Linked DNA regions of Mus musculus: all the other regions are linked to region 6. The links are chromatin contacts, called in public promoter capture Hi-C maps. All regions are on one chromosome and are shown on one strand. Each heading gives the region's core, a stretch centred on a gene start, on an enhancer-like site or on the middle of the called end of the contact. The rest is flanking DNA. Distances are from core to core; before and after follow the strand shown.

Evidence for each region. Promoter capture Hi-C pulls out the DNA fragments that hold promoters and counts their contacts.
Region 1: a promoter capture Hi-C map of pre-B cells shows a contact between it and region 6, with 2.7 times the contacts expected there. The contact joins the promoter of Snhg16 here to the promoter of Cant1 in region 6. A contact is called at or near these places in 3 of 39 promoter capture datasets (hippocampal neurons, liver and pre-B cells) and 1 of 484 Hi-C or Micro-C datasets (B cells).
Region 2: a promoter capture Hi-C map of liver shows a contact between it and region 6, with 4 times the contacts expected there. The contact joins the promoter of Rhbdf2 here to the promoter of Cant1 in region 6. A contact is called at or near these places in 4 of 39 promoter capture datasets (hippocampal neurons, liver and pre-B cells), 1 of 115 datasets of contacts at active chromatin or transcription factors (pancreatic cancer cells) and 1 of 9 other capture datasets (pancreatic islet).
Region 3: a promoter capture Hi-C map of liver shows a contact between it and region 6, with 5 times the contacts expected there. The contact joins the promoter of Prpsap1 here to the promoter of Cant1 in region 6. A contact is called at or near these places in 2 of 39 promoter capture datasets (liver and pre-B cells) and 1 of 484 Hi-C or Micro-C datasets (pre-B cells).
Region 4: a contact with region 6 is called in a promoter capture Hi-C map of pre-B cells, with 4 times the contacts expected there. The contact joins the promoter of 2810410L24Rik here to the promoter of Cant1 in region 6. A contact is called at or near these places in 2 of 39 promoter capture datasets (liver and pre-B cells), 1 of 484 Hi-C or Micro-C datasets (pre-B cells) and 1 of 115 datasets of contacts at active chromatin or transcription factors (pancreatic cancer cells).
Region 5: a contact with region 6 is called in a promoter capture Hi-C map of pre-B cells, with 3 times the contacts expected there. The contact joins the promoter of Sphk1 here to the promoter of Cant1 in region 6. A contact is called at or near these places in 2 of 39 promoter capture datasets (liver and pre-B cells).
Region 7: a promoter capture Hi-C map of liver shows a contact between it and region 6, with 4 times the contacts expected there. The contact joins the promoter of Ubald2 here to the promoter of Cant1 in region 6. A contact is called at or near these places in 2 of 39 promoter capture datasets (liver and pre-B cells) and 1 of 115 datasets of contacts at active chromatin or transcription factors (pancreatic cancer cells).

Annotation. Positions count from the first base shown.
Region 1 is chr11:116,669,168-116,673,355 of GRCm38.p6, forward strand. It overlaps Snhg16 (small nucleolar RNA host gene 16), which reads left to right and starts at 2,493. Exons shown (of 5, transcript NR_027821.1): 1 at 2,493-2,589; 2 at 2,997-3,188; 3 at 3,497-3,571. It overlaps Snord1c (small nucleolar RNA, C/D box 1C), which reads left to right and starts at 3,338; the gene lies at 3,338-3,415.
Region 2 is chr11:116,621,836-116,625,488 of GRCm38.p6, forward strand. Rhbdf2 (rhomboid 5 homolog 2) reads right to left here and starts at 2,385. Exons shown (of 19, transcript NM_001167680.2): 1 at 2,343-2,385.
Region 3 is chr11:116,488,607-116,492,439 of GRCm38.p6, forward strand. It overlaps Prpsap1 (phosphoribosyl pyrophosphate synthetase-associated protein 1), which reads right to left and starts at 1,740. Exons shown (of 10, transcript NM_026364.1): 1 at 1,442-1,740. The coding sequence starts at 1,611.
Region 4 is chr11:120,187,872-120,191,596 of GRCm38.p6, forward strand. It overlaps 2810410L24Rik (RIKEN cDNA 2810410L24 gene), which reads right to left and starts at 1,985. Exons shown (of 3, transcript NR_030682.1): 1 at 1,569-1,985; 2 at 618-805. It also overlaps Gm9734.
Region 5 is chr11:116,530,368-116,534,156 of GRCm38.p6, forward strand. It overlaps Sphk1 (sphingosine kinase 1), which reads left to right and starts at 2,084. Exons shown (of 6, transcript NM_025367.7): 1 at 2,084-3,001; 2 at 3,603-3,789.
Region 6 is chr11:118,416,897-118,421,080 of GRCm38.p6, forward strand. Cant1 (calcium activated nucleotidase 1) reads right to left here and starts at 2,222. Exons shown (of 5, transcript NM_001025617.2): 1 at 2,034-2,222; 2 at 678-758.
Region 7 is chr11:116,432,301-116,435,973 of GRCm38.p6, forward strand. It overlaps Ubald2 (UBA-like domain containing 2), which reads left to right and starts at 1,794. Exons shown (of 3, transcript NM_176902.3): 1 at 1,794-2,128; 2 at 2,259-2,321. The coding sequence starts at 2,009.

The DNA.
Region 1 (4,188 bases), core at 1,243-3,742, 1.7 Mb before region 6:
AAATGCAGCTGGGGACATCGCTCAATTGGTAAAGCACCTGCTGCCCAAGAAGGGGACACGAGGCCAGATCCCTGGTGCTCACTAAGAAGCCAGGTGAGGGGCTAGAGAGATAGCTCAGTGGCTGAGAGCGTTTGCTCTTCTACGGGGCTCAGGTCCTAGTCACAGAAACCAAATGGCACCTTACAACTGTGACTCTAGTCCCAGGGGTAATCTGACACCCTCTTCTGGCCCCCGTGGGCACCAGGCACACACGTGGTGCACAGACTGTACACGCAGGCGACCCCCACGCCAACACACTGCATAAGTAAACAGAGCAGCAGCAGAAGGTGGGAACAGTGTCTGTTGTCTGAGCTCTGGGAAAGTGGAGACACAGGGGATCCCTGGAGCTCACTGGTCAGTCTGTCTGGCCAATCCACAAGCTCTAGGGTTAGTGAGAGACTTGGACTTCACACCTAAAGTGGAGAGTGACTGAGAAAGGCACCCAAAGTTGATGTCTGACCTCTACATGCACCCACCTACTCTCATACATGTGCACCTGCATACATGTTCATACCCACACGTCAATTTTTAAAGACACAAATCCTCCTCCGCCCTACTTGTCCCCCTGGAAGAAAAGCTCTTATGTAGTAGGTCAACTCGCTCAGCGCATTAGCAACCGAATGATAAAAGCATAAACTCTGCGGGCTGAGATCAAACCAAGTCAGGCACCACTGAGGCTTTAACCAGCCCCTCCCCTCCCCTCTTGACACGTGTCTTCTCATCTGCCAGATGGGATAGTCCCAGGGCTTCATAGATAGCGAGGGTTAAAGAACCTGAGACAGTGAGCAGCCACCTAGCGAATCCAATTCGTCATGTGCTAACTACCATTATTATCTTGTCTGCCGAAGGTCACGTGCCCACGAGTTTCACAAGCGGCTTTGGGCAAATTCTTGAGAATTCCCCCTGCAAGTCTCACATGAAAGAACTTAATGTGCCGAGAGAAAATGCATCCTTCCTGTCAGAACTCAACAAAATAGTCTGTCTTCAAGGGTAAGATAGAAAATTCAAGGGCCTGTGTTCTTGCTGAATACATTATTGATTATCTCCTTGGGACATTCTGTGAGAAAGACACAGCCCAACACTAAGCCCAGCACTATGAGGGAATAAAAAAAATATTAAGAGAGTTCCCTCCCCCCAAAAGGACTCACAATTAAATTAAAGGAGAGAAATATACACGGATATGGTCATTAAGAGTGAGTAACAGATTTCCACATTAAAAAGATGATACAGGCTAAATGCTACAGAGTTCCATTTGAGGAGGACTGGAGGACCGGGCGAGGGTTGTGAATAAAAGGCTCTAGATCTTGTAAATTTAAACTAGCTTGTAAATAGGTATAAGTTCTGGCCCTGCCTTGCCATTTTGTCCTATTTAAAAATGAAGTCAAGATGCCCCATGCAAAATGATACTCTAAACGAACGAGGCAGGATCGAAAGACATGGAAAACACGCCCACGATAGAGGAAGAGGGTCCCTCATTCAGGAATCCTGTCAAGTCTCTTGCCAACAGAGAAACAAGAATTCTGGCATAATTACCAACTGCTGAAGGCCCTTTTGCCCTTCCCAGATATTAAACTACAATTTTTCAGCGACCCTCACCAATTACACCACCCCCACCCCCATGCAACCCCTAGCGACTTGTGCCTACAGTTCCATCCAACGCTTCTCTGGGGCCAGCACACTTATTTCACTTACCAAGATAGCAAGAAAGTGGGGAGGGGGTGTCTCCTAGCAACCTTTTAAGATGTAACTCACGAGCTACTAGAATTATACATGGCTAACACAATCAATTGCAACTCTCCTTGAGCCAGTTCCCACCCTGGGTATGCATTCTTCTTGAGCGCTTCTCTTTCTCCTAATCCTCACACTAAACCCCTCTATTAAAATGGTTTTTATCTCCAACTTATACCGGCTAGTCCTCAGCGCCGATTTCATTGTATCTTCCCTGTGAGAACAGTGCCACAGGCAGGCGAATACCTGGGGCTGCTGCTGCTGCTACTGACGGTCGCCCCTGCAGCTCTCGAGTGCCCCCTGCCGCCGGAACCCGCTCTCGCCCCCATCTTAAAAGCTTCTGCCCATTCCCTGGGACTCTCCCTGGACTTCACTAAGGAACTAAGCCAAGTGACATTTCTCCACCCCAGATAAAAATCTGCAGCACAATTAACGAGCCTCAGTTTCCTCAACGGTCCCTGAACCCTCGAACATTCTCCACCTCCCCAGACTTAGCGGGGGACCGCCGAAGTTCACAGTCCAAGCTCCTTACCCCGAACCCTCTGCTGCCCCTGGTGGCTGCCACCATCTTACCCCTTTCTCTTCACTCAATGTGAGGTGAGACGACCCATTCTTGGCAACGGTAGATTTAGAACTACATTTCCCATCAAACCATTCTCGACATCGCGAGAGTTCCGGCGAGACTTGCGGAGGGGAGGGAAAACGGGAAGACTGCGCGCAAGCGCGATCTCGTCCTTTCCGAGGTCCTCTGCCGCGTGTTTGGAAGTTATGGCCGCGCGGGTCTGTGGTGTTCTCCCTGAAAGGCCTAAGCTTTGGGTGATGGTAAGTTGTGGAAAAGGGAAGATGAGGTTTTTCCTACACATACCGTCGACACGCTTGCTCTCTCCGGAGGTGACGTGTCGACGATCAGCCCTTTCCTTTGCTATTGTGGGCCTTAGGAGGTCTGAGATGCTGTCTAAGGAAATGCTCCCCAGACTGCGAGACGTTTGATGCGGACGGGATGAAGCCCTTTTTGGTCTTCGATCTCCCTTCTCTTGGGGCGGGGAGCGGTCTTCTCTCTGTGACCCAAAGCCAGCCATGTGCTCAGCTCTGTCTTCCCTGGGGTCTCCATTGAGGGTGGTGGCCTTAAGTGAACACGAGTGACTCCTGCTAACTACAGATTGTCATGAACGGGATTGAAAACTGAAAGCCGTTAGCTCTAACGCGGCATAACTTCTCCTTCCCCGAAGGCATTGCCTTTTGGCACTCGGGAGACAAGATGCAGGTTCCGTCTCAGAAGTAATGGCTGGATCCCTGAAAGCCAACGGGCTCGGTGTGGTCCACCCGTCAGAAGGCATAGGTAGATGGTGGGCATCTGCCTCAGACATAGTTCTCAAGTTCAGCCAGAAGAATGCGCGTTGAGCCCTCTGCAGCCCGTGTCGGTAAGGGTTCCAAACAAGTCCAGAAGAGGGTCTGTGCCGGTGTAATTTGGGGCTATAGAGTGTCGTTCTGCAACTCAACGTGGTTGCCAGAACCGGATTTCCAAAAATGAGTTGGGTTGGCACTGGGGGGTTTGGGGGGCCTCTTGCTGGTTGAGCTGAGGATGATTTAAGTTATCCCTGTCTGAAATGACACTTTTGTGAAGAGTCATGGTTTACTGAGGCTCGACGTTTTGAGGTCTGTTTTGAGAATGACCACAGTAAGGTTGCTTCTGTTAGAATGAAGTGGGATCTCTTTATTACTCCTTCAGACGGAGGTGTTGTCTCCAGGAAGCATCATGGAAAGGCGTGGTGGTGCACAAGGGCCTTCAGGATGCCTGCGCCTGGTAAGAGCTTCATAGAGTCGCAGGGGTTGTGGTAGCTGGGAAGGGTTGGTTGTTAGGTTTGGGGTGGGGGTGGGGTTAGAGGTTGTTGGGGATTGATTGTCCAGAGGAGGGCGTGGTCCTCCTTACTCAGCACTCTCACAAGCTGCATTTAACATTGGTGAATACAAAATTGTTCCTCACTCAACTGCTAAGTAAACTGACGTTCAGTGAGTGGGTTCTGTTTCTTTTGTATATGCGTGTGCCACTGCATCTATGTGTCTGGTTGACTTGAGTGAGTTTGGTTTCCCCTTTAGCCACCAAGCTGTTTTTTGGCCTAGAAATTGGGTTAAGTAAAGATTTGGGCCTGCTACCTGGGAGTAGCACAGAGCCTTGTCTTCTGTAACACAGAATCACTGGCTTCCAAACCTGGATATCTCTCAGAACACGTAAAAAGTGTTAAAATACACACATTTCCACCCAGGTCAGTGGATGAGACGGGTATGGAGTGGAATTAAGAGTCCTCGAGGTTTGAGCAGGCATGGAGAAACGGTTTGATGACCATTCTCACAGCAAGACCAGAGCACTGGCTATGTTTAAGCACCTCCTGAGATAGGTTTTTTTAATCCTCAGTCTTAACA
Region 2 (3,653 bases), core at 1,135-3,634, 1.8 Mb before region 6:
CACAACCAAGGAGGGCACTGTCCAGAGCTCAGGTCACAAGAAAAACATCAGTGAGCCCAGAGTAGGCCTGAGCCCCCAGTGGTCGTCCTGCTCCAGTCTGGGGTGATTTACCCCTGCTCTTTTGGAAGTCTCCTCCCCTCCCCTGGCAGCAGCGTGTATAGAAAGGGTGGGGGTGGGGGTGGGCACTGACCAGAATGAGCGAGTGAAGCTAGAGTTACAGGTTTGGGGTAGGTGGCTTTGAGGAGGTCTGGGTGTTTAACTTTATGACTTCAGAGCCATATACAGTAGTGGTAACTGCTACATTGTAAAGGTCTGGTCTTCTGCTGGGTTTCTGAGACAGGGTCTTGTAGAGCCCAGACTGGCCTCAAACTCACTCTGTTACTGAGGGTGACAAACTCTTGACTCTCCTGCCACTACCTGCCAATGCTGGGACATCAAAGCACACACCACCAAGTCTAGCTACACATCAGGGTTTTATGGTTAAAAAGACCAAAATCAATCAACCAACCAACCAACCCGAGACTCCTGCCCCGCCCCCAGTCCCACCACTCCCTTCTCACCCCACCAGGGCTCTCAAGCAAGAAGTGTCCAAAACTAGACAGGACAAAGGGAGATGGAAATGTTAGTTGCCGGAAGAGAGGATTCTGGCCCTGACCTACCCAGCCAGCAACAGCCTCACCTCCATTCCCAGAAAGCTAAGAGTACAGCCCAGGAGCCCAACTCCGCGGTTTTGGGGGACCCCGTGGGTGGAAAGCTCTTTACCAGCCTCCATCCTTTACTGTCACTCAGCAAATACTACAGCAGGGCCTGAGCTCACCCTGACCAGGATTCCTACCGCCCCAGGGGCAACCCATCCTGTTGGAAGGAAAGAGAGGAGCCACAGGGAATCAGTGGACCCGTTATTCCTTGGATGTTACTTTCCTGGTGTAAATAGCTAGGGGAGTCAGTTCTGTGTTCAGAAGGAAAATTCCAGTTGGTCACATGGCATTCCGCTATCCGGGAGACCTCAGCTCATCCAGCTTTGGGAAACTCCATGGGAACAGAGCTTGGTCCTGCCCTTCCTCCATCCCCAGGGCTACTCTGGCTTACCTTGAGCTTATCCTGTGTCTGAAGCTATCCTGGGTAAAGTACTACAGACCTGTGCTTCGAGAGAGCCACTGTTCCCAGCTTCTCCTCCACAGGGCCAGTGGCCAGCCAGGGCGAAGCCTGCCCACCTATCTCTTTATCTCTCACTGAGATTCGTCCTGGCCCTTCCCAGCCCCTGGAGAAACTTAGGTAGGGAGAGAAATTCACAAGAAGTACCCTAGTGGGCTGGTGGTCATAGGACGGTCACTCAATGTTGACTTTTGAGGGGCCAGATTCTGTACTGTGGGGCAGACCTGTGATGGCCAAGTGTCTCCAGGGATTGTCAAATATCCTTAGCGGGCAAAAGCACCCCTAAGCTGAGAACCACTGCTTGAAACCAAGTTTCATTTTCTTCTCCCTGACTACAATCACAACAGCACAACATAGATGCTGGGGACAGTATTTCACCACAAGATGTCACCCACACTGGAACCCCCAATGCAGCTGGTTGAGAAACAGCAACCGCTCCACCTATGAGGCAATCCCTCAGGTACACCTCACCTTCGCTCTCTATGTCCCGGCCCTACAGACTCGCGGCTCGGTGTTTCCTGGAGTTGAATCAAGGTATGGACCTGGCTTCCCTTCTGCCCTGGGGTTGTGGTAGAGACCTGGGCCCTACAGACCTTTCGCTCCCTAACTTTCAATCCAATGCAGAAACATCAGCTGGGGGCCCAACTCTCCAAACCCCTCGGTCCTTAAGCCAGGACTCCTGAGTACACTTTCTGAGCCGCGGACTACTCTGGCGGTGTGAGCCTTCCCCATCCCCCACCCCCGCACCTGTTACTACCACGGCGGCGAAGCTCCACGCACAAAACGCTGCCCGAGGACTTTGGAAGTTCACCCGGGAGACAGGGGAATATAGTCTTAAGGTCTAAAAGGGATTTCTGGTTGGAGGCGGAGTCGCATGTTCCAACACTGGGCAGTGCCCTCTCTTCCTCTCTGGGCTTTTAAACTTTTGCGCAAACCACGCGCCCAGACATCTGGTGACTGTGCCCCGGGGAACCCCTTTAGGCGTCCTGGTCCCAGCAGAGGCCAAGGATCTGCGGGAGGGATCCAGCGGTCCCGCGGGCACAGAGTCCAGCCTCGGCCTCTAGGGCGCTCTGCGGGGCGCACAGCCCCCGACCTTCCCCGCGGCCGAACGGGGCAGCCCCGTGAATCCCTGGCCACCCGCGGCCTAGCGGACCCGAGCTCCGCCGCACCCAATTCCCCGTGCTCACCTCTCGGAGGCCCCACGTCCCGGGAAGCGGCTGAGAGCAGAGTGGGCAGCGGCGGGGCGGCGGCTACAAGGCTGAGCGCCAGCGCTCCGCCTCTTCCCTACCTGCGCGAGGGCGCAGGGGCGGGGACTGGGTGTGGGCGGGGCCTCATTGAGGCGGGGCTTCTTGGTGTGTGGGCGGTGCTTCGGGGGGCGTGGTCGGCCCGCGGCTTCTGCCTGGGCTTGTAGCTCCTGCTGCTCCACTTATGGCCACATTTAAACACTTGCCTAGCACACAGATCTTAGGTTCGATCTCCAGCAACACACGCGCTCACACGGACACACCCCCATAACAACCAAGCAAAAACCACTCAATTTCCCCTTCTCTTTCTCGTGTGACCTCAGGCTCCTTTGACTCCAGGAGCCTCGACTAGGCTTGCATCCTTTCCAGAATCCCCGATCGATCGCTGCAGCTACATCGTCTAGGAAGCCTTGGCCTTCTCTAGCTGCTGTCTCTCCTTCGTCCATTAGAATGATCTCTCCTCAGGCCTGGCATCCCTTCTAGGCCAGACCGGGTCCTTGCTGGAAGTTGGGTCTTGTCCCCTTAACCACCCCAGGACTAAACACAGAGCAGTTGGAAAGGCAACCGAGGTATATGCTAGTTCTTGGGACTGTCCCTTAGGAAACTGTGAATGTTGCTCTGCACCCAAGGACACAGAGGCTTCTTGCTAAGGCTGAAAGCTGGCTCTCACAGTAACTGGCAATAGATGCAGAGGAAGGCCCTCCACATCTCCGTGTCATGAACAGCCCCCAGGCCCAGGCTTTGGATACTCTAGCCTGGCCAATACTGACCAAGTAACTTGCTTTGTTGGCTGTAATGAGAAATAACTATATATGACTCCAGCTAACAGAGCCGGGGGTTCAAATCCTGATCTGCCATTGACTGCTCCTGTGGTCTTAGATGAATCCCCTAAGCCTCCTCGGTCTCAGCTTTCCCCTCTCTGTGTGGTAGCAGTAACAGGGAGCATTTGTGGGGCCCCTGGCTCTAACTAGCAGCTGCTGTTATCTTTGCTATTATTAGTAGTGGTGACGGCCGGCCCTCCCTCAAGTTTAAGCCACAGGCTTTTATCCTCCTTAGCCCACGTCTCTAGCCACCTTGAGCCCATAGGAGCTGGGCTGTGCCTCCTCATCTCCCTCCTGGACCCAGATATCCCTCCCTTAACTCGGCTCTGGGTGGTGCCATCTTGTGATGTTCTTACCCACTTCCTGGTAGAGTACCACTCTTCATGTTCGCGTACCTAGCCCTGTACGAAGGCCTACATTTATGACACCCTGT
Region 3 (3,833 bases), core at 490-2,989, 1.9 Mb before region 6:
GACCTCTGGAAGAGCAGTCAGTAATCTTAACTGCTGAGCCATCTCTCCAGCCCAAAACCACTAATTTTTAAAGTGGAGCTTTCTCAAGGCAAGGTCACGTGTGATAAGTGTGACCCAATACAAACAAGCTCAACTTTCATGTTTAAAGGGATCCTTGGCCTGGACAAGACAAATAATCAGGGGCTGGAGAGATGACTCAGCAGTTAAGAGCACTGGCTACTCTTCTAGGGGTCCAGAGTTCAATTCCCAGCACCCACACGGTGGCTCACGACCATCTGTAATGAGATCTGGCGCCCCCTTCTGGCCTTCAGGCACACATGCAGACAGAACATTGTATACACGATAAATAAATCATGAAAAGAAACAGAAACCGGAGAGACTGACTGTCTCCCTGTACATATCTCCTAAACCCACTTCAAAGTCCAACTGATAATAAAACAGGTGGAGCTAAGAACTTTTGAAATATGAAAATGACTTTAAATGTTCAAAGTCAAGTCATTTACGCCAGGGAGTCCAAGTGCGCACCTGAACTGCCAGCATCGGAAAGGCCAAGGCCAGAAATATCACACCATTTAGAGTGTGACCAGGGTCATAAGACCTTATCTCAGAAACCAAAGCCCATGATGGGTGTGGTGTTCCCGCGGCAGAAGCAGGCAGATCTCCCGGCTTGAACTCTTGAGAGTGCAAGCCTCATCCATTCACTAAGTTCCAGGCCAGCAGGAGCTACGATAAAGCTCTGTCCCATAAAGGAGAAGAGAAACGATACATATTACTAAAAAGCTTATTTCACAAAGGGCCCTTAAGGCTCTTTATACCAGGGCTCTAGTTTTCTCCAAAATTGAAAAGGGGCCTTTAAGTAGACCGGTTATTATCAGCAGGGCACCGGGAGGCTCTGCTCTGCAGGATTCTTCTCCATGATTTCCGCAAAGTTCAGGCTCACGCTCCCATCCCTTCCCCATAGAAGCACCCACAGTTTGTAAGTAAGGTTTAAAAAAAAAAAAAAAAATCACGTCCTTCATCCATCCAGCATCGGTAACAACAAACAAGCCTGGAAAGACATCTCAGGGCCCCCACGGTCCCCTGAGGTCAGTGGTTAACACACGCACACACCCCTAAGCAAACACTTTTTTGTACAACTGATCCTACACACTTGTAATCGCGGCTCTCCCCCCGCCCAGCCCGAAGTACTTCTGAGTTCCCTTCTCCCTGACTGTCCTAACCCTTCGGTCTAGGATGGACCCACATCGCCTGTCGCTTTAGGGACGCCTGGAAATGGCGATGGTCAGATTCAGGGCAAGCGCAGGAAACCTCTCTAGGGTTAAGAGTGCGCCGCGGCCCTGGGACGGGGTTGGGGAGTCGGCCCAAACCTGCTGCTCCCGGGTGCAAAGGTGGAGGTGACGGGGAGAGGGGCTAGGGCCACCCCGGGGACCACCTCGCTTACTCAGTGATGCGCTTGGCCAGTTCCGTGCAGGCGGCCGTGGAGTTGGCCGAGAAGACTCGGTAGCCGGTGCGGGCTGCGTTCATGGCCGGCGAGGCGGCGGGCCGAGCCCGCGGGACACGCAGAGCAGAGCACGCGGACAGCGGGGGCAGCAGCAGCAGCTTCCTGGGCATCCTCCGGCCCGAGGCGCGGCTACAGCGGTCCGCGCGGGGCCGCAGAGGGACGAGGCGCGACACAGATGCGTCCGGATCTCCAAGCCGCACCGAAGGCGCAGCCGAGCGCCGCAGCCTCCTTCGGACCCCGCGGCAGGCCGCGCCCCTCCGCGACACCGAGTCGAGCAGCTAGAGCGTCCGCCCCCGCCGCCATCTCGGAAAAGGGCAGGGAGGTGGGCATGGCATGGAGAGCCTGTTCTGACACAGGCGCCGCTGACTCGCGTGTTCGCCTGAGTTTGAGTCTCCGGGGACAGGTATTTTAATGTCCACTATTCTGGGAGGTGCAGCCATGTTTAGTGGTACTTATAAATGTTTTCAAATTTACTGCCAGGAACTAAGATGTCCGCCCAGGGACCGGAGACAATCTAGCCTCACGCCTCTATGATGAACGAGCCTCCGGCGCTCCCCTCCACGCTTGCGCAGGCTGGGATTTATTTGAAAAGGGACAGCCGGCCCTTTCCCTTTTGCGGGCACTTAAACTAACTGCTCCAGAATCTGGACGTGGAGGCCTTCCCTAGACGTTATATCTGTGTCTGCACGTGAGGCAAGGTTGCACTCCTGCCCGTTGTTGTTCTCAGTTCTCCCACCCGTCCCCCTCAACCCCAGCCAGCCGCTCTGCCCGCATGAGTTCGCCTTGTGCAAATACAGAAGGCGCGTGTGTTCATTTACTTTTGTGTAAATAGATGAAGTCGTTCCAAAGAGACATTTGAGCCTCTCGATCTATCAGACTGTTTGAAAAACGGACCCCCAAAGAAGTAAAGATCTTCCCCCACCCACCTCAGGAATGTCATGCTGGGAGAAAAAAAAACGTGACTCCCAAAAACAGCTTTCACAGAGCTCCAGAGACTTCTCAGACCACCTTACAGGCTGAGGTTGAAGCCCATGCAAGGGCGTCTCAATGATGGTCGGGACCTTGCCCTGGAAGGGACGGCTTAGGTGGCAAATCCTCGGCCTTCTGCTTACATTTTTATCTCACTTCTGGACGGAGGACAGACTTGTGGACTTCTCTGGATTCCTCTGTTCCTCTTACCGATGTTGCTAGGTTTAATAAATCTCCCTTTTCTGCTTTCTGTTTTCAGTTCGACTTTTAATTTTAATTTTAATTTAATTTAATTTAATTTAATTTAATTTGGCTTTTCGAGTCAGGGTTTCTCTGTGTAGCCCTGGCTGTCCTGGAACTCGCTGTGTAGACCAGGCTGGACTCGAACTCAGAAATCTGCCTGAACATTGAGTCTTTCTGTGTCTGTGCACCGTGCATACACAGTGCCTGCAAAGGCCAGAAGAGGGTGTCAGATTCTCTGGAACTGTAGTTTGGAGTCAGTTGTGGGCTGCTGGGTCTTCAGGAACAGCAGCCAGTGCTCTTAACTGCTGAGCCATCCCTCCCGTGCCCAAGTTGCAATTTTAATTAACATATTGAAGAAGGTGGCCAGACCTGACTTGGACTCAGATTGTGAGCCCCAAGGTTGATTACACTAGACCTAATCAGGAAGGGCCGATAAGCTCTCTGGCCTCACCTCATAACCTGTTTCGCTAGGCCTTTTCCCTTCCTGCTCTTTAAGTAGCACATGGCAGGTACCCTCTTCAGTCTTCCTATTCTCTCAGTGTTATTCAAGGGCCAGACACCAGGGACCACCATAAAAGGGTGAAGCTTCAGTGTCTTGCACGGAATCACCAATTGCTGATACATATCTTATGCAAGGAAGGGACTTACAAAACACATTCATGACCTTGGCAACCTGAATCTGGACCATGACCCTCGTCACCCAGTCCTGGGGCACCTGCTCAATAAACTATCCCTGTCTGACTGAGATTGGTGTTTGTGTGGCTTGTGAGGCGATTTCTGGCCCCCAACACATATGATCTTATACTATGACACATACCTGAGGAAATATGAAAGGGGAAATGATGTATTTAAGTTCCTGGTTTTGCCAGTTTTAATCCAAAATCGACTGGGTCCATTGCTTCCGGTCACAGCCAAAATGGAATATCTTAATATCAGAAGTATATGGTAAGAGCTTGAAGTGGAAACTTCAATTTTCTTTGGAAAGTCAGCTGGAGATTGAAATCGCTGCAGAGAACCATTTCTAAACAGGTCCACTTCCCCCGTATCCTAGTAACCTTCCTTTTCCACTGCCTCAGGTGGGTGGTGGGCTAGAGGGGACGCTGAAGCATTTAAGAACCAT
Region 4 (3,725 bases), core at 735-3,234, 1.8 Mb after region 6:
ACCCCGTTCAGAAAAAAGGTTTGTCCAAGCGGGTGAGAGAAGGGCGCAACTTGAATTTTTCATGTTAGCCAGAGAGAAAAAAAAAATCCAAAATGGAAAATGATTTTATTGGTCACTACCCATAAGTCAAGTAAAAACAAGGATAATTAGAGAGTAGGGAATTCAGGGGCCATAAATCCGCGGCGCCTTCTCCACCGGCGTCGGAAGCTTTATGGCTTGTTGAGTTTTATTTTGAGAGAAAGGAAACACAGAGTTTTGGTGGAAGCGGGACTACCCACCAAGCGCCGCCCGGGCAGACGCGCGTAGCGAATTCGCCCCGGACTTTGGAAGGTGGCCACAATTAAGGATCGCTTTGTCCCAGAAAGAGGGACCTTCCCCCCGGCCGGGACCCTTCTCTCCTCGGCGGGATCCGTGCTCAACCAGACTCTGGGTAGGGAAGTCACACTCTTCCTCACCCCAACTACGACGAAGATGGATACTTGGTGTGCGTGGGGCCGGAAGTTTTTAAACGAGATTCCACTCGCAGCTTCCAAACGTCCACCTGGTGCTGCACGCTTGGGGGCCTTTTCTTCTAATTTAAGGGGTGGGAAGGATGGGACAAAAGAAAAACAACCCACCTTACTTTGCAATCTTCCTCAAAGAGACTGGGAGTACTTTTCATTCCATAGGGGTTTCTACCCCACCAGCCAGAGCCCCGTTTCTTCTTCTGAAATGGTCTTCTCACAAAGCCACCCTTAGCCGACACCGTGTAAAATCCCACTATCGGGTAAGCCAGTGGGGACGCTTCTGGCTCAGCTGCAGCTAACTTGGGAGAAAAGAAAGTGAATTCTTCAAGAACTTTAAAATAAAAGCGGCCCTTTCCCGGCAACTCGCGTCTAGCTTCGCCTTTGTTTTAAACACACATATAAAACCCTTGTCCTTCCTCGGAACGGGGGGCGGGGAGAACTGAGGGTCCACATTCAGAAGCGCTTTCCCCTTAAAAAATATTCTCGGAGGAGCTCTTTTGTTTGAAGTGGGTATGGGGGAGGGGACGGGGCCCGCTCCAGTTCAGCTACCAGGCTCTTAACAAACCACCACCAACAAAAAACCACAACTCTGAGGGTATCTCCTAACCCCGCAAATCTGGGGTTCCCGGATCCAGGAGGGATTCGTTCCTAGACACCCGGCGCGCAGCAGAAGCCAAGACCAGGTTTCCCTAAAGTAAACATCCCGGTTCAGAAAACGAGAATTCTAGGTTTCCGGGTTGGGGGATAACTGTATGAACCACTTCGAAACAGAGCCATCTTGCTGTAGTACCCATGGAGTCCTGGATGAATTTCGTGGGCCTCTGAAGAAAGTGACGCGCATTTCCACAGGAACTGGCTCCAAGCCCGTCTTACGGGTGGTGGAGAGCCCAGTAGGGATTCCAGAATACAGCTCAGGAGGCTACCCCGAGTTCGGCTACCGTCCCAGGACCCCTCAGAAAGACACGTTTGGTGCGAAAATCTCCTACACACCAGCTGGGTTTTTATTCCTTCCCTCCCCAGAGTGTGCTCTGGGCGCGCGGGAAACAAGGAAAAAGCACGTACCTGGCGGCGCTCTGAGGGCAGCCTCACCGGCCCTCCGTAGGCAAGGGAGCTCCCAGAAGCTACTCCCTATCCGGCTGGTCGACCCTAGGCCTGTCCCTCCATCCCTCCCTCCCTACCCGGCTGGTCGACCTCCGCCGAGCTAATTCTCCAGGAGGCAGGAGCGGGATACCCGGCCCGCCTTTCTGGAAATGGGATCCGTTTTTTAGCGCCAGGGCCCGCGCCAACGTCCAGGCCACCGTCGGCGCGCAGGGTTTCCCTAGTCCTTTGGATCAGCAGAGAGTGGGGCGGCCTGGACGCTGGGCTGCGGCTCGCGCACCAGCTCCCTGTTCCCGCGCGCCCTTCTGCATCCAGGCTCCGGCGTGTCCACGTTCCCAATCGCGAAAAGGGGACGAACTCTGAGCCCTCCGGGAAGAGAAGGCTGCAGCCGCAGTCCAGGAAAGAGCCCTAGGGCGGGAGGGGTGCAGGGCGGAGGGGCGGGAGAGCTACCAGCGCCCCACGGCCGCGGCCCTCGTGGGGGTGGGGAGGGCGCCCAGCCCCACCCACGTGGAGGCCCCCGCCCCGCCTCCATGAGGGCAGCGTCCCCGCCTGCCCCAGCGCCTCCGCCTAGCCCCGCCCCATCGCCTCCCGCAGCGGCCGCTCCCTTTGTCTGGGCAGCCGGTGCAAACCAATGGCATCGCGTGGGCGGTGCTCAGGTTGGCCAATAGATGATCCAGGAGGTGTGGCCGAAGAGGAGGGTCTATTTCCCCGAGAAGATACGGTAAACTGGTAAGCTTTTCAGGATCTGGGCTCTGAGGCCGAGAGTGTCTGCAGCTTCGAGCTGGCTCCGCCGTGGAATTACAAATTTTGGATTCCTTTCCACTATCTGGAAAGATGCCCCCAAATCCGGAAGGAAGTGTAAGGGAATCATATCTGGACTCTAGGGAGAGGAAGCCCCAGGGGATTTGATTTTAGAATGGCCCCTTGCACCCGGGACACGCAGTGCCTTGAACTTTGAAATTCAGGGTGTGCAACATCCCCAGAAGTCAGGAAGGTTCTCTGAGATCGAGTGGTAATAATGTGATGTTCAGCTTTCAAGGCGTCTCTGAGTTCAGGGGCAGAGGTGCATAGGCCCTCTCAGGAAGGACTACAGGATTGGGGGCCACTGCCCCAGGACCACCTTAGTGGGCAGCGACTCATTTGCTTTCTGAGCGGAGAAATATCGAGTGCTGAAAAATATTCAGGCTAAAGTGGACCACGGCCAGAGAGCTGTTGCTGGCTTGCCCCAGACAGACAGGGAAAGATACATCTCAAGTGTGCCCCAAGCCACGCCAGGGCAGCAAGTGCAGGAGACAAACAAGAGCCAAGCCATACCTACAGGAGCAGGCAGGTGTCTCCTCTTGAGTTCACCGCCTTGTCCTGGTCTCAGACCTGGAGGTGTTTCCCAACCTTTTCTCCCTTTCTGCATCTTGGCTCCAAGTGAAATCCGCAAACCAAGAAGAAAAGGAAAACAACCACCTGATGTAGGGGCTGTAATCTGGTGCCGCCGATGGTAAAATGAGCCCCGGAGGTAAATGAGGTACATTACAACCCTGGATTTGCAGGGCTCCACCTGAGCGCTATCAATCCCAGCATCTCCCAGGAGGTTGTCACAGAAGCTAACATCTAATTCCCTGTTGCTGAAGGCAGTACTCAGCCACCTTTATGGCTCTGTTTTGAAATTCCTCTTTTCAGAAGTCCAGGGATCCTGAGAGGGCCTGTAGCTAACTGAAGGGCAAGTTGCAGCACTCAGGATCTAGGACTTGTCCGGCTATGGTTGCAAACCACAGACGTGGTGATCAAATCGACCTTGAAGTTCAGCTCCCAGGGATTAAGCACCCCAGGGTGGACACAAACTGATTTTTTTTTTTTAGACCAAGAGGGATTGAATCAAGATAGTGGTCAAGATAATTCCTAATAGCCTCTCTTCCCACCCTCAAGCCCTAGAAATGATAGAAAAGTTTTAAAATCCATTACAACTAGAGAACAAGAAGAGTGCCTGGGAGACAAGTCAGGGCACTGCTCCTGCAAGAGGGAGCATGGGAGGGAAACTGCTGGCCGGCAGGAGGGCTCCAAGGAGAGCCTCTCAGAGGAAACTGTGGAATTCTGGGATCTCTGTCAGGGTGATGGGTGGGAGTCTGT
Region 5 (3,789 bases), core at 834-3,333, 1.9 Mb before region 6:
CCTGGGAACAGAGGCTGAGCTGATAAGTCAGAATTCCAGACTGGCCCAAGGCCAAAGCCAGTTGCACCTTGCTGACAGGCTGGCTAATGAGAGAGAGAGAGAGAGAGAGAGGGGGGGGGAGAGAGAGAGAGAGAGAGAGAGAGAGAGTACACGCTTGCATGCTTGTGTTTGTGCACTTGTGCTTGGAGCTAGCTACTGTTTCTCCTGGAGATTCTCAGACCCTGGGTTCCTGAAGTGGCTGTTGAGGGGAGCAATACACCAGCCTAGCTAACACAGAGTAAGCTCTGGTGGTACTTGGCCTCCCAGACTGGGGGAAGGGCTTGGGGTTTGTTATAAGCTTTGTTGGGAATTGGTTTGACAGCTCCCATAAGGCCCTTCACCTCCCAATCCTTCCAGAGACACAAAAGAAAACCAACATCTTGTTCTTGTCCATTCCCGGCTACAGGGCCAGGGGTGCTGTTTGCCGGTTTCTACAGATAGGATAAAGTTCTTTAGGAAAGGAAAGGGTCTAGAAAGCTGCATGGAATGGGGGAGGTGAACAAGAATGAAAGAGGCAGAGACCAGAGAGGTGAGGAGGCCAGAGGATGAGGCGGCAGCCGACACAGAGGAGCCATTGTGTCCACTGGAACCAGCGCCAGACTGGAACCCCCCTCCCACTGGGTCTCTTCTGAGCAGAAGGGGAACCGGCCCTGAGGCCCAAGTATAAAATGTCCTGCAGGCTGCTTCTGCTCTCTCCCACGGACTGAGTTTCCAGTCAACCTTGCTCCACGCTTGCCCTCAGAGTATGAGAAGTTCCAGCCCCAGGCCTCAAAGAAAAGCGAGACCCTGATCCAGGTCGGCATTTTGAGCGTAAATTTACACACAGCCCGATCTTTCCTTCCCCGTGCCTCAGTTTCTCCTCTTTAGTTGTTAATGACTTGCTTGTCGGGCTTGATAAACACTCCTTCCCAAACCGTGAGAGAGCAGAGGAGGGTGTTTCCTACAGTCTGGGCAGCCAGCCCCCCTCCAAGCTCAAAATCTCGGGGAGAATAGTTTCCTCCCTGAGTCTGCTAGATACCAACGCCAGATCTGGACCCTAGGTCTCTGGTAAGGGGAGGGGGCAGGGTAGACAAGGGAGCGAGTGGCAGAGAGCCTGGCTTCCCCGCAGAGCCCCCTCCTCCCACCGCGACTCGTGTCCCCGCAGCGCGTGACCACGGCACTGCGGCTGCAGAGCTGCAATCCTTCCTTGTCCGCGCTAGATTCCAGGGGTGTAAGGTGGGAAGCCGGGGATGGGGGTAGGTGCAGGACCAGATCTTGGTAGCCACGAGTCGCGGAACCGGGGGTGGGTGATGACGCCCTTGCTCCCTCCAAATCCTCATTTTTTTTTTTTTTTGGTTGGTTGGTTGTTTCCGGGAGTTTCTCCACCCGTGAGCGTGTCGCTGAGTCACCTTCTCGGAAGGCACTCGGGGCGTTCATGATCCGGTCAGGCTGTCCCGCGGCTGTACAGAGCCAAGGCATATATTGCAGTGACGCGTGCGGAACCGCAGGTCCAGCCTGTGCCCCTGGCCCTCCTGGGGACTCCTAAAATACTGAGAAACTCGGTCGGGGAACTCCAGGGTCCTCTGGGAGAGAAGCCACCTTCAAGGCGTGACCTAGTTCACTGCAATCCTTTCTTATCTGGGTTCGTTTTCCTCTTGGACTCGCCTCTTCTGGACTTTAAGAAGCGATGCGAAGATAGAGGTGGGTGGGGTCGCGCGGGGGCCGGTGTGGGCGCGCCAGTTCTCTGTAACCGGAGCTAAACCAATGCAGCTTCCTTGGGAGTTTGGTGTCTGTTTTTGGTGCTTGGTAGGATTTGGGAGCTTCTTTTTCCAAGTCTCCGCTAATAATCTTCCAAAAATTTAACTCCGGTTAGTCACGGACACCCTCAGGTCACTTGCCATGAAATATATCACTTACACAACTATGCGTCTTGTTTATCTCCACCGAAGCGCATACACCGGGGCACGTGTGCATTTTCACCCCGAGATCGCCCGAAGGGGTGGGGAGGTTGGGACCACGCCCCCATGCTAGCCTCTCCAATCCTGATGAGAGCCCCCATTGCCCTGTCCACACTGCTGGGTTCCTCCAGTCGGTGAGGATCGTGGATCCCGATCATCCGCGGCAGGCAGCATCTCAGGCCTTGATAGTGTTCCCTGGGGGGAAAGACTCCACCTTTGGAGGTTGCTGACGAGGTACTCTCATCTCGACTTCGTCCCCAAACCGGTTCAGCTTTCTCCTGAAAGGCGTGCCAGACTGCTTCGGGTTCGGCGTCTGAGTGAGCCAGCGGCTGCATCTGGAAGCTAAAAGTAAAGGCACCGCGGAGGAGCAGGGGAGGAAGAGAAGTTCGCGGGTGGCGGGTGACCCGACCCTGGCCCAGAGTCAGGACAGCACTAGGGTCTGGATGTGGAATTCAGGCTAGGTCTAAGCGACGCCAAAGAGGCGCTGCATCCCTACTGTGAACAGCAGTTTCGAGGTTCAGTAAGCGCAGACCCACGCGTACCCGAAGCCCGCTCGGATGCTGGGCGCCGGCATGTGGGCTGCGCCCTCGCTTTCGCGCTCCGCGGATGCGCTGCTTCAGGCCGGGCTCAGAACCCCACCTCTTGCGGACTTCCTAAGCTGTTCCTCCAGCACCGGGCGCACAATCGTATCCGGGGATCCTGCCCCTCATCTGCGCGTGGCCGAGCCCAGGCTGGCGGCGACTGTGTTCGGGGAGGTGCAGTGAGATCCCGGGCGGGTGGGGGACCAGAGCTGCGCGCAACTCTGGTTCCACCCCGAGAGCACAAGGAACGCGGGGCGTGGCCAGGCCGGCCCAGAGGCTCAGCGCCCTCCCCGGGCCGCCGTGAAATTGAGCAAAAAGTTTGAGACCGGAGGGGGGCGATCCCTTGGAGTCGGTGTCAGCCCAGTGCTTCAGTTGTCCCTCTGTCGCGGGTCTGAGTCGGAGAGGAGCTGCTTTCCGCCACTGGCCGCCCGTGGGACAGATTGGGTAGGGATCCCCTTTCCCCCGCGCGCGCCCTCCCGTAGTTGGCGGTGCCTTCGTGGGTCCGTGAAGGAGACGGCCCCACGCCTGCGCCTCAGTGCACACTCGCGCTCCGGCAGGGCAGACCATAGTTGTGGGTCCGCCCAGCACAGGCAGGCTTTTGCGGGACTTGGGCGCTGTTCTCACGAGTGCGGCACGCACCCCCACCCCCACCCTCTTGGAGACTCGGAGCTTCAGCGGCTTCGTAGTTCAGGCAGGGGACCGGGCGACTGCGCAGGTTGCGATGGGGTTCTTCGTCCCAGAGTACGCGCCTCTCAATGCCAGTTCTGGGAATTGTATGCAGTTGGATTCTCCACCAAGCCCGAAGGGTGAAGAGCCGGCCCGACGAAGAGAGCCACGGGTCACTGACTCATGCGTCGGGTCCGAATCCGGTGTCCCCTGGAACGGAATGTTCGTGGGGTGGGAAGCTCATTCTGGAAAGCTAGATCCCCCACCCACGGGGCTCTGGTGATTCAGTCGCGAGCCAGGGGCTCTGGTTGGGCACTTTGTCCCACGTGCATGGAAGCCCAGGCAGAGAACCCCACCACTCTTTCCTCCTGTCCCTCAGATCTGGCCGCCCCGGGGAATGACGAGGGCGCTCACACAGCCCAGGGAGGTGGAGAGGGCGAGCCCCACGGCCAGTCGCCAGACACCCTCCTGGGCAACACCGATAAGAAGCTGAACGCAGGAGCCGCCGTTACCTCTAGCAGCGCCGGGGCAGCACCGGTGGCCCCTTGTCAGCGGGAGCCCCGGGA
Region 6 (4,184 bases), core at 972-3,471:
GTGGGCAGAGAGGCTTCAGAACCCTCCCCGGCTTGCATCTGTGGCATCACAACGCTGCTGCTTCTGCTTAGTCTGCATCCCCAGTGCCCTGGGAGGGACTTAGCAAAGGAGCTGCCCTCCAGGTCAAAGTGATACCCCAAACACAGCATGCCTGAAAACACAGGGGTTTGACAATCCCAGTCCAACCCAGACCAGAACTCAATTCCAGAATACACAGTTGCACCCTTGGACACAGCCCACACTGTCCCAGAGCTCCCCCGCCCCCGCCCTGTGCTGGCTGGGGGACAAGGCAAGACCCTCAGAACCACCCTGATGGCTCTCAGCTCACGCTCACCTGCACTTTACTGCTCACAATTGCTCACTCTCAATGCACGGGAGCTGCCTTGAGTTTCTATTTCATTGCATGTGGACTTCTCTAGGATCAGGGTTATTATTAATTTTTCCTAGACAATCTGTCTTGTGTTGATGAAAAGAAAAGCCAATATAAAGTCTTTAAAGTCAGTATACAAGGTTTTAATTCCTTCAGTGTTGGCATTTAAGACAAGCTTTCCAGAAATTCTCAACACTCACTGGCTTCTAATAGGTATTTTCATGCCTCTTGACAGAGAGGGGAAGGAGTGTGGACTGCCATCCACTGTCCTCAAAGGACAGATACTAACACGCACTGGAACACCTACCTGTATGGCCACGGCGAAGACAGCCACACTGCGAAGGATGTTCCAAGGCTCAGGTGACAGGGTCGCACGTATCTGTGGGAGCTTCATGGGCACACATGCCACAGTCAGGTGGGTGGCAACGGGACACCTGCCTCTTCCACTCTCTAGACCTCTCCTCCTGTCCCCGCTGCTCAGCAGGCAGAGGATGTCATGCATTCCTGGACACACTGGTGCATATTACGTGGTAAAGGGGACTGAGGGACAATATGGTCACAGTACATGGTCCATTCAGTTGCAAGAAGCATTTACTTTTTTATAACAGGTCAAATGGAACAAAGAAAGCAAGAAAGCACACAGAATTCTGTCTCTAGCCAAGCAAAGACGCTCTGGGCTCTATGTGACAGAGATCCCTTGTCTTATCCAGAAGGAAGTAGGCTGTGCTCACGGGTTCCAGCAAGACTGCTAGGCCGAGGTCTAGGGAGCAGCTCAAAGGAGGGCCTGTAGCCCAGTCCAGAAGGATGGTCCTCAGACAAGCCCCAGAGGGGCAGGGAGAAGGAGTTCCCAAGGCAGGGTCTGCAGTACATGCAGGACAGTCTTGGGAGCTTGTAAGATCTAGTCAGTCAGGCCCCACTGACACCGTGAGACCAGGTTCCCAGGTCTAAGCTTTGTCCAGTATATAGACCTGAGATGGAACTGGGAAATGAAGCTGGTTACTGAGGCACTCCCGAGTGACTGCAGAAAGGTGCTTGGGTTTACTGGAGGCGTATGAATGTCACAGGTGCTAGGGGCAGGAAGCTCTGTAAGGATGGACCAGGTGATGCCCGACTTCGAGGCTGGGAGAGTCTAGCCGAGATTAGGGTTGTATGTGCAGAAAGGGACTAGGGGGTGTGCAGAAGAAGCAGGGGGTGTCGGTAGTCGGGTAGTAAAAAAGGATAGTGCACTATGCTGCCTAGGGGGAAGGTCCAATCTTAGATGACAGCAAGAAGAGCCAGGACAGGAGCAAGGAAGTGGGCGGTTACAGGTGAGGATGGGGTGCGTAGGTGGGTCTGTTAGAGAGGTGATCAAGTGCCAAACTGGAGAGCCCGTGCCCAGGCCAGGCAGGGAGGGAGGGAAGGTACTGTCGCTAGGGGCATTTGAAGCATGCTAGTCAGAAGAGGAAGAAGTTTCGCACTACTTCAGCACGGCACCCTCATCAGAAAGGGGAGGTCTCCCACACAAGCCAGAGGGGGAAAGACGTCTGTCTGTCCGGCACCCGTCACAGCCTAGCTGCGGGGGGGAGTTTGAGGTGCCTGGGGCCGGGCCGGACGGATGCGGGTGGCAACAGGCCCCAGAACACAGCGAGGGAGGGCACCCGGCCGCGGGCGCACCGTCACTCACCCACTGAGGGCCTGGCTCCGGAGCCTGCGGGCTGCCGCCTACCTGCGTAGGGCCGGACAGGGCAGGCGGCCACTTCCGCCCCGCCGCGCGCTCCCGGCAGTCTCTGTTCTGCGCCTGCGCCTCACTCTGGCCGCGCGCTCCCGGCAGCCTCTGCTCTAAGTGTCTTCCTGCGCCGCACTCTCGGTTGCCTACAGCCACGTCTTCCCGGCAGCCTTTGCTCTATGTGTCTTCCTCTACTCGCCCACCCAGTCTCTGCTCTGCGCCTGCGCACTGAGCGCCGGGCTGCTGGGAATCGTAGTTTTTCGCTTGAGCTTGTAATTGAGGCGCGGAAATCCAGCAAAGGAGTTGTCTGTCGTTCCCCAGTTAAGCTTCAGGGTTCTTTGCCTGGTCCCCCCGACCTTCGTCTCAGGAAGTTTAGAAGTTAGGACTCCTCTCTGCCGCCCTAGTCCTCAGACCCTCTTCTGAGCAGTTCCAGCTGGTCATAGCCAATGCTGACCAGATTCCACAGCAGGACCAGAGGATGGTGGTGTGTTCCCGCCGCCGACTGTAGTCAATAGCCCTTACAAACGGAGGACCCCGGTTCATCTTTTCCCAGCCTGCCTTGCCCTGAGCTCTGTGCTGTGTGATACCGGCTCAGTCCTAGACAGTGGTGGCATGTAAGGACTTTAAGAGGCCCTCATCAACCATGGAGAGAGTCAGCCCTGCCTCCTGACTTCAGCCTCATCCCTGAGTCTCCCAAAAGCCTTCTGGGAAGTAACCGATGCACAGTTGGGACGAATTCAAAATATGTAACCCAACACGGTGAAAAACAACCCTTTCTTCCACCCCTTTTTGTCCTCTGGGACATACACTAACTAACGTTAGAATATATACTAAATTACATGTGAAAAATAGAAATGTGCTGGGTTCCCTCTTCTGTGCTTGGGTTGGCAGGCCATCTTTCTTGAATTCTCTGATGTTCGTGTCAGACCAAACCAAGTCCCAATCAGCCACCTTCTATTTGTTACAGCTTCTCCACTCGGAATAGCAGATTGCTCGTAGGATTTTTAAAGCACTCTAGGTATTCCTTCCAATTCCCAGCTCCTCTCCTTACACCTGCAACGGGAGGCATGGTCCCGAATACTGTGCTCATCTTTCTCAAGCCTTCCTTTGCAGACAACACATAGCTGTGCAACTCTAAATAATACATTGCTCAGTTCTGCCCAGCTTAACCTTTATGAGAGATGGCAGAGTCGGTGTTCCAGGGGCGCGCGCGCGCGCGCGCGCACACACACACACACACATACACACACACACAGAGAGAGAGAGAGAGAGAGAGAGAGAGAGAGAGAGAGAGAGAGAGAGAGAGAACACGCATCTGTGTGGGTTTATATATTCACAGGTGCACTTGCGTTCCCCTAGAGGCCAGAGGACAACCTCGGTTTCTGGATGGCCTGGAACTGGCTGAGTAGGCTAGCCTGGCTGGCCACTGAGCCCCAGTGAGTCCCAGGAAGCTCTAGTACCCCTTGCACCAGGATTGCAACACCACACCCATCATTTTCGTAACATGATTTCTGGGCAGTGGATTCACCTCTGTGCTTGCAAGTCTATCACTTTGCCAGCTGAGTTTTCTTCTCAGCCCTGTCATATCTTTTAGACGGTGTGCAATTCTTTTGTAGCTATGGTAATATCTCTTTAAGAAGAAATCCATCCCTTCCGTATTGCTATTGTGCAATACTAACCTTATCCGAATGATGTTTCCATAGGCACACAGGTCTGTTTAGGAGATGTTGGGTTGCATTGATACTTTTGTTACCAGCTTCAACACTTCTTTCTCATCATCTCGTTGCAAGCTTCAGAAGTTGAATGACACAGTCCTGCAACTACCCAGCAACTGACCTTTAGGGACCTTGAATAGAATTACTCCTGTAGAGTCAGGAGACCAATGAGGTTTTTTACCATATACAGTCTTCTACCCAAGACCATAGGGAAGCTATTTAATTCCACCCTAAAACATTCTTTTGGAATACCTAAAATCTCACATTTCAACAATACTTCAGGGAATATCCTTGTGTTATTAAAGCACAACTATAAAATGTACCTAGGATAAATTCCTAGAAGAAAACCTACTGGCCCAAAGTACGTGTTCATGCAGGAGTGAGTACATGTCCT
Region 7 (3,673 bases), core at 544-3,043, 2.0 Mb before region 6:
ATGCTGTGTTATGCTATGCTACATAAAAGAAGTTGAGTGTCAACAGCTTTAGGGGACCCTGAAACACGGCTGGGGGGGGGGGGTCTATACTTGACTTCCCAGGCACACTTACAGCCTCAGCCCGTGGGCGTTTTGGGGATATCTAAAGATAATTATAGTACTCCTACCCCTTCAAAACAAACAAACAAAACAGAAGACAAAAGAAACAAGATTAACTCATCCTTGCGCCCAAAGCTTTTTGTTCTCTTCTTGTGGAGCTGGGGAGGTAGCCGGGGCTTCTGGTAGGCTAGGAGAGCTCTCCAGCCAGCTGTGCATTCATTGGTGTGCAAACATCAGTTGTAACCTTATTCTTAGCTAGATACTTTCTAAAAAACGGGCAAGTTCTCTTAAAGAGAACATTTAGTCCTTTTAGGTAAAATAAAAAGAGTTCAGTGAGTAAAGGCGCTTGCTGCCAAGTTTGTCAACCCCAGTCTGGTTTTACACCCACACCATGGAAAGCGACTCTCACTGCCTCTGCCTTCACTGGCAAAGAAATAGAAGTGAGGTTTGCTTTCTTCTGTTCTGTCCTTCTGTTCTGCACACCCTAACTAGTTAGAACCTTCGCTGTAATTAGTTCTGATGAAAAACAGTATATGTCTTCCTGAAACAGGAGCCTTCACAGTAAATTCCCAATCCGATCCTCCAGATCAGGGTGGAAACAGTTCCTGCCCGCTCCCCATGGTCTAGAATCCTTGGATAAGTGGGGCTCTTATACCATGTGTCATTTTTTCCTACCAGCCAACTTCACCATCTTGTGTACCTTAAATCATCTTTAGGTCACTTTAATACCCAATACAATGTAAGTTTCATGTGAATAGATGTATCAATGTCCTCTTGATCAGGGAATAATGACAAAGAAAATGTCTTCATGCTGAAAACAGGTACTTTTTTTTTTTTTTTTTTTTTTAAAGCATAAGGTTTTTAAACCCCGAGGCTGGATTATGCAAAGCATGCCCTGGCACTGGCTATTCCCCCCCACCCCCGTGTGTGTGTGTGTGTGTGTGTGTGTGTGTGTGTGTGTGTGTGTGTGTGTGTTTGGAGAGTTTCTCTATGTAGCCCTGCTGGCTGTCCTGGAACTAACTCACCATGTAGGCAAGACTGGCCTCGAACTCAGAGCTATCCGAATGCCTCTACCTCCCACTGAGCCCTGAAATTAAAACCATGTGGTCACTACGCCTGGTTCTTTTGTGTTGTTTTGTTTTGTTTTGTTTTGTGGTGTTAAGAAATTGAACCCAGGATCTGTCTGCCATGTTTCAAAAGTTTTCTTTTTCTTTTCTTTTTTTTTTAAGAGAGACTGTTTAGAAGCTATTTAAAAATTTAAATACTCTTGAGAGTCGAGTAGCTGCGAAGGTTCTGTGTGTTTTCTATTTTGATCGTTCTGTTTCTCGAGATGACCACATCTTTCAGAGGAAATGAGTCAAAGCCACTCCGTCTTGCTTTTCCAGCTGAGCATGTTCAGTTTCAATGAAGTAATGAATGAACTTGGCCAGCACCACCCCCACGCCTACAACAGCAAACACTGATGACCTCCACCAATCAGAACGCGGTCAGGGTTTTCGAGTTGAGTTCAAACAGGCCTACGGTAGGCCAATCAGCGCATCACGCCCCGCCTCCCGATGGCGGCCCCAGCCAACCACCAACTCGGAGGAGCCAAAACACGGAGGCTGGCCAATGCCGGGGTGCCCCCGCGGCACCGACTCCGCCAATGGGCGCGGCCAGGCGAGGAGAGAAACAGAGCGGCCGGGCCCGCCGCAGGATTCGAATCGAACGTCCGTGTGGGAGCCGGCGGCTGGCTGGGCTGCGCGTGGGCCAATCAGCGGCGTCGGCTCACGGCCCCCGAACGTTGGGCCTGGCGGCCCCGCCCCGCGCTGTTGTTTGCGGCGTCGGCGCGGCCGCGCGAGCCGAACCACAACATTCGCCGGGCGGCGGCGGAGCTGCGAGCGTGAGCCCGGGGCGGCCGCCCAGCGCCATGTCGGTGAACACGGACGAGCTGCGGCACCAGGTCATGATCAACCAGTTCGTGCTGGCCGCGGGCTGCGCGGCCGATCAGGCGCAGCAGCTGCTGCAAGCGGCGCACTGGCAGTTCGAGGTGTGCACCGGGCCGGGGTCGGGAGCGCGCGTGGGAGCCGGGGGCCGCGTAGGGGGGCCGCGGCGGGGGGGGGGGGGGCCGGGGCGGCCAGGCCTCGCTCACGCCGCTGCGTCCCGTATTTTGTCCGCAGACCGCCCTAAGCACGTTCTTTCAAGAAAGCAACATTCCCAACAGCCACCACCACCCGCAGATGGTAAGTGTTCCCCAGGGCCGCGGAGGGGGCGCTCGGTGCGGCAGGGTCGCTGTCAGCCGCGCCGGTGACAGCCATGTTGCCGGGGAGCGGCGCGCCGCGAATGTAAACAAAGAGCCAAAATGTCTTCCAGGAAAGAGCGCTCCCAGGCCGGCGCTGGCTCGCCCAACTTTGGGACCCGCCTCCAGGCCGCTGGATCGGGGCCTGAGGCCCTGTGCTGGGCGCTGTGCCCTGGGTGTAAGGGCCTTGGTGTTGGGGAGGTGGGGGTAGAAGGAAGGGAAGACGGCTTCCAGCAGGATGTTGCGATTCTGATAGCAGAGGATGGGGAAGGGGCTCGAGGATAACCAGACCTTTGGGGACTTCGGGGTGGTGGGGGACTGAGGGATTTGTGTCTTGATGCAAAACACACACACACACACACACACACACACGACTGAGGTAGGGATTTGTGTCTTGGTGCAACAAACACAGCCGTGTGCACACACACACACACACACACACCACCCACCCACCCAGTGCTGCAGGAAGCAGGGGAGGGATAGATCCACCCTGGCTCCGGAAGTCCAACTCTACCCACAAAGGTAGGCTGGCCCTTCCAAAGCCTCCAGGGAACATAACCTTTATGGAGGATATACAGATTTATATACCTAAGGTGAGGCCAAGAATTTCTTTTAATCTCAGTATGTTAAGAAACAAAACAGTCCAGGAAATAGTTCTTGGAGCCTGGATTTGTCCTCTTCCAACTTGGCTCCAGGCTAGAGCCTTTGCCCTCTGGCCAGTGGGTACCCTGCTTTCCTGAGGCCAGGCACATCCCTTCTCTGCTCTAACTCCTAGTTAGCTATTAGCTCCAAACGTGTAGGAGGGCCTGAGCCCAGGAGAGGGGTGGTAAAACATTATTCCCTAAGAGATCTGCCATTGGACTTTTTTGTTTTTTTTGGTGTCCTTGTCCCCAGGAGACAAGACTACATGTGGATCTTCTGCTGTATCTTGTTCTCAGCACTTTTTTCTTCTGACAAAAACGAGCCGCCCCCCCCCCTCCCCGCGTGGTGGCGCACGCCTTTAATCCCAGCACTCAGGAGGCAGAGGCAGGCAGATTTCTGAGTTCGAGGCCAGCCTGGTCTACAGAGTGAGTTCCAGGACAGACAGGGCTACACAGAGAAACCCTGTCGCGAAAAACAAAAAAAAAAAACAAAAACAAACAAAAAACGAGGGGGGATGCTCAGGAAGGAGAGTCTGCCTCAGTTTAAACTAGCTCTCAACATTTGGAGTAAGATTGGAAAATGAATGATGCTGTGGGCCCCAGCCACTGCGGCCAAGCTCTTAGAAAATTCAGGTGGGATTCATCATGCCCAAGA